2 separate regions of the Gadus morhua genome follow, and region 2 is linked to region 1. The links are chromatin contacts, called in public Hi-C maps. All regions are on one chromosome and are shown on one strand. The core of a region is the stretch at or near the end of the contact, and the rest is flanking DNA. Distances in the headings are between cores, read along the strand shown. Region 1 holds the start of LOC115542895 (E3 ubiquitin-protein ligase TRIM21-like). Region 2 holds the start of abcb6a (ATP binding cassette subfamily B member 6 (LAN blood group) a).

What was found. Hi-C and Micro-C count contacts between places; a contact is called where the count stands out from the background.
Region 2: a contact with region 1 is called in a Hi-C map of gonad, with 12 times the contacts expected there. The contact joins the promoter of abcb6a here to the promoter of LOC115542895 in region 1. A contact is called at or near these places in 4 of 6 Hi-C or Micro-C datasets (blood, gill, gonad and 1 more).

Annotation. Positions count from the first base shown.
Region 1 is chr4:39,230,222-39,232,921 of gadMor3.0, reverse strand. LOC115542895 (E3 ubiquitin-protein ligase TRIM21-like) reads right to left here and starts at 1,317. Exons shown (of 2, transcript XM_030355385.1): 1 at 1,147-1,317; 2 at 1-1,038. The coding sequence starts at 1,036.
Region 2 is chr4:39,610,014-39,612,713 of gadMor3.0, reverse strand. It overlaps abcb6a (ATP binding cassette subfamily B member 6 (LAN blood group) a), which reads right to left and starts at 1,260. Exons shown (of 20, transcript XM_030355174.1): 1 at 1,053-1,260; 2 at 1-399. The coding sequence starts at 397.

The DNA of each region.
Region 1 (2,700 bases), core at 68-2,567:
GCTTCTTCATCTCCATGTTCAGGGTCTCCTCCAGCTGATCCAGGGATCTCCTCAAGGTCCCTTCGTATGACGGAGGACGGACCACCGTCGTCCAGTCCCTGGTGGGTGGAGGATTCATCAGGGGTCTGAAGGCCTGGAGGAAGTAGAGGTGGTCTTTAGTGTGTGAGAGCTGCCTCACTTCGGCGCTTCTGTTGGTCAGATCTTCTATTTCCTGCTCCAACTCTTTGATGAGGTCTTCAAATCGTTTCTCAGTGATTTTCAGTTTCTCCTGAACCGTTTGGTTGAAATCATCCTGCCACTTTTCAATGCAGCGCATCAGATCTGTCATGACCTGAATACCATCGGCTAACTCTCTGTCTGCGTCTTTTTTACCCAACTCTACTTCGTCTTTTATCTCTTTAATCCTTTGTTTTCTCTCCTGGATCATCTGCGGAACTTCAGCCTCTATCTTCCCCAGCTGGGCCATCCTCACTTCATATTCCTCCCTCAGAGGAACAACACGATGGGACCTGTGGTCTGCCTCTGTGCAGAACTGACACACAAACACCTGTTCGGTCTGGCAGAAGAGCTCCAGAAGTCGGTCGTGTTTCCTACACATCCGGTCTTCCAGACGGTCCATAGGTTCGACTAGTACATGTTTCTTCAGGCCTGCAACTCTCTGATGTGGCTCAAGGTGGGTTTGACAGTAAGAGATTAAACACATTAGGCAGGACTTCACAGCCTTCAGCTGGGTCCCAGTACAGGCGTCACAGGGAACTTCTGCTGAATCAACAAAAGGCTTCTCTTTTACTCGAACAGACGTTTTAATCTGAGCTGCCAACTCTGATAAGAGCGTATTGACCCGTAAACCAGGTCTAGTGTGGAAAAGCTCGTTGCATAAAGGACATTTGTACTGGACTTGGTCATCCCAGAACTTTGTAATACAGTTTCTGCAGAAGTTGTGTCCACATGGTGTGGAAACTGGGCTTCTGAACTCATCCAGACAGATGGAACATGAAAAGTTCTCTCCAGACCAGCAAACGTTAGCAGCGGCCATTCCTAGACACAGAGGACAAGGTTTATGTGTTGAGCCACTACATTTATTATCTTTTTCCATAACGAGAAGAGAGGTTTTAACTTCTCTCAAAGTGGTGCTGTTTTACTCACCTTGTTCTGGTTTCTGTCTGTCCGACTATTTGTTCCTAAATTCGTTTTAGTTTTATTTATAACGAGAGAATTGTTTCCACGTAGGTTTTCTTCTCAAGAACCTTAGGTTTCGTTTTCGAATAATGACTTCTTCTCGCTCTCCTCCGCTCCCCTGACACCTGGGGCGGGGCTTCTTCGAATTGTCAAATCTCCTAACGCCTCCTTTACTTAACCTTTGTGGAAAACGTAACCACTTTTCCTAACCGACGTCATTGCGCAACGGGGAGTATCGCTGACCTCTAGCGTCTCTACGGTGGAACTACAGCTTGTGAAGTTGGTCTACAACAAGCGCTCTCTTGATCCATGCGTTCTTGTCTTATTGATTTCAATCAGGTTGTCGCCCACAGTGAGAATCACTTAGATCGGACTTGGCCACTTAGCACCTGAGATCAATTAAGTCCCTGAGTCCTTAGAGTCCTCAAAGACGTAGTCAAATTGGGTCAAAAAGAGGCAGACATAGAGATAGCCGATGGTATTCAGGTCTTCACAGCTCTGATGCGCTGCATTGAAAAGTGGCAGGATGATTTCAACCAAACGGGTCAAGAGGAACTGAAAACCACAGAGAAACGATTTGAAGACCTTGGAGTCTTCAAATCAAAGAGCTGGAGCTGGAAATAGAAGATCTGACCAACAGAAGCTCAGAGGTGAAGCATCTCTCACAAACTAAAGCCCACCTCCACTTCCTCCAGACCTTCAGATCCCTAAAGGATCCTCCACCCACCAGGGACTGGACGACGGTGGAGGTCCGTCCTCCGTCATACGTAGGGACCTTGAGGAGATCCCGGGATCAGCTGGAGGAGACACTGAACATGGAGACGAATAAGCTCTGTGAGGCTGCTGAACTGAAGAGGGTCCAGAGTTAGGTCCAGGTTAAAGATAGGACAGGACGGCGTTTAGGAGTGGCCAGAGAGTCCATCGACAGAAAAGAAGCAATCACATCGACCCCAGAGATGGGTATCTTGACTCGGGGATGAGCTGGTATTAAATGATGATGGTGATGTCGATGGCACTCTGAGTGCTGAGCCCAAGAAGGTGGGCTTGTTTGGTGATTATGATGAGGGTCTGGTCTCCGATGTGGAAACCAGGGTTCATCTCTGCTCTGCTATTGGATTCGTCTCTGCTCAGCCTCTCTGTCCTCCATGCATGATTCTGCCCCAATGATCATCTCACCTGTCAATCAAACAGACTAGTCCTTTTTTTTATAATAAGATGAAGAAAAACAGCATGACTAATGTTGTTTCTTGAATGAGATCTCTTTTATGTGAGATCTGAACGAAATTATCCAACTGCTGCTAATTAAACCTTAGTTATATGAAGCATAACCCTTTATAAATTATCAGATTACACTATGTTCAATGTCTGTTTTCTCCTGAAAAGTTGAGTGTTCTGAAATTGTAAACAGATTCAGTTATGTGAATATGTTCGGAGGAAAATTTTGCATAATTTTGTATAATCTGTCGCTTTTAAACATTAGTTTTTACTTCTGAATCACTAATGAAATGTTTGTATATTTTT
Region 2 (2,700 bases), core at 11-2,510, 380 kb before region 1:
TCCGATCCATCAACAGGGCCCGCCGCCTCTCCACCCTCAACAGGGCCAGGGCGTAGCCCCAGCCCAGGGTGGAGAGGACCCCGTACAGCACCACGTACCCCGGCAGCTCCGCGTCGCCGCGGGACGCTCGCCATATGGCGCCGCCCAGGAACTGGATCATGAGGACGATGGACAGCGCCTGCTGGAGCGCGTACAGGCAGGAGCGCGGGATGAACTTGGGCTCCATGGCCGTGCCATAGCGACGGTAGAAGACGCAGTGGAGCGTGCCCAGGAAGAAGGTGACCGTGAGCAGGACCGAGGGCAGGAGGGTGAAGTAGAAGCAGGGCGAGATGCCCCGGTCCACCCAGGTCTGGGAGATGGACGAGTTGGACTCGCAGTAGCTCCGCAGCACAGACATGACTAGTGGAAACGAGAGACGGGGGGGGAGGGGGGGGGCACAATGAGTGGCGGTATTGAGGTTCAAAGAGGATGGTCCACATTTGCTTTCCAACAACAAAACGAAACACTGTCGCTACAGTTGAACCTATCTGAGCTAGTGAATTGATTGTTAGTTCAGGCTTACTAATGCATTAACTACAGTACTATTGCTCTACGTGGCTATCTCTCTATCTTTACATGTCTATATCTCACCCTCACAATCTCTTCATACGTCGATAGTTTACTCTCTCTCACTCTCTCTTTGTCTCTCTCTGTTTTCGTGAGTAGACCACAGGAATAGCCTTCCCACTGTGATGGGAGACTGTCTGCAGACGTAAGGTTGAACATGCCAACCCCCTGAAGCATCATTCACAGCATTCTCATTAGATACAGAACACTGTAAGATGAGAACCGGATGGGAGAAGAGATCCGACACAATGACCCACCATGCACAGCAGATAAGATACACGAACAACAAGCATTGTCGGTACACTTGCATACACTTCAAATTGTTCCTCCGATAAATGATCAATACTCTGATCGAATAAACAAATCAATAGTACTGGGTGTATATATACTACATTCGTCCTACATGTCATGGAGCTTAGAGCACTATGTCAATATAACAGACTCACCTCAAAAAGGGTACGCTGGTTTTGTAAAGTGGCTTTAATTGACTCTCAGTCCCTTAGGCGATTCAATGTTTGGACGTGCATGTCTATTCCTGGCGATATATTAACCTAGCTCTGACAGGCTCCGCTCTTATTGTCCTTCGTGTTATAAGCGCCACTCCAGTTGCTTTGCTGGGAAACGCTGAGCGATCGATGACTCGGTGATCCACTGTTTACGCAATTCGCTGCGTCCGCCTTCAGCGACTTCTAGTGGGCGCGGCCGGAACTGCGTGCTGTGTCGACAAACTTCCACACGGCGGCGACAAATACAAAGCAATGGGGAAAATGTTGAAAGCGTGATGTGGATTTATGAACAAGCCAACATCCCCCCTGCTCATCTCCCCACGACACCGAAGTGGGAGCGAATGAAGCCTTTGTTGAATGCATTATAGGCCTATTTAGAAGAGAAAAGGCTTGGTTGTTTCAACGCATTACATTGTTTAGGTAAGATAATAATAGCCTTTTTCACTCCCATGTTGAGAGAGGGCAATAAGGTTGGATCTGATTCAGGCTGTGTGTGTGTGTGTGTGTGTGTGTGTGTGTGTGTGTGTGTGTGTGTGTGTGTGTGTGTGTGTGTGTGTGTGTGTGTGTGTGTGTGTGTGTGTGTGTGTGTGTGGTCGTTATGATGAGAAAAGGCTATAAGGCTAGATCTGATTCCGGCTGTCCAGGCTGCATGCATGCGTTCACGCGCGTGCCTGCGCATGCAGACGCGCGTGTGTGTGGTCGTTATCAAAACGCACTCAGAAGAAGAAGACGCCAGATCACCAGGAAGATAACTCAGGTAATTCCGTATTCATTGGTCTCCCTTCGGTCGGTATAGGCGGCCGCACACACTTCACCTCAACAGGTTTCCCGCGGGGATTTAAATGAGCCAATTGTGTGCAGCCGCGCGCGAGTTCCATTTGATCTTTCTAAAGAGCGGTGGGAGAGAGAGAGAGAGAGAGAGAGAGAGAGAGAGAGAGAGAGAGAGAGAGAGAGAGAGAGAGAGAGAGAGAGAGAGACTAAATGAGAGCATCCCCGTCCTATTTCTATCAGCCCCATCCTATTTTACCCCGAATGTCGCTGCGTCGGTTTGTATCATATATTGCACCTGTGATTGAAAAAAAAAAAGGGGGCGAGAGACAGAGAGAGAGAGAGAGAGAGAGAGAGAGAGAGAGAGAGAGAGAGAGAGAGAGAGAGAGAGAGAGAGAGAGAGAGAGAATAGCGAAGAAAGCCCGGATTCTGTGTGGCCTTGTCTGAACACGTCTGTGTGCGTGTGTCGCCCTTGCACACACACGTGCACACACACACACACACACACACACACACACACACACACACACACACACACACACACACACACACACACACACACACACACACACACACACACACACACACACACACACACACACACAAGAGGGGTGAATCTTATCATTTTTAGAGGCTTCACAATGGGCTCAATGAGCGGCTGATCGCCATTATCTCCGTGGCGCTATTGTGCGAGCGGAAATGTACGGTCGCTCCGCAGGTCCGGCGGCTTTGTCCCCGGCTTGGATGTGACGGCCTGTCCGTCACTTTAGCCCGCGCTCACCTCTCTCTCTCTCTCTCTCTCTCCTCTCTCTCCCTCTCT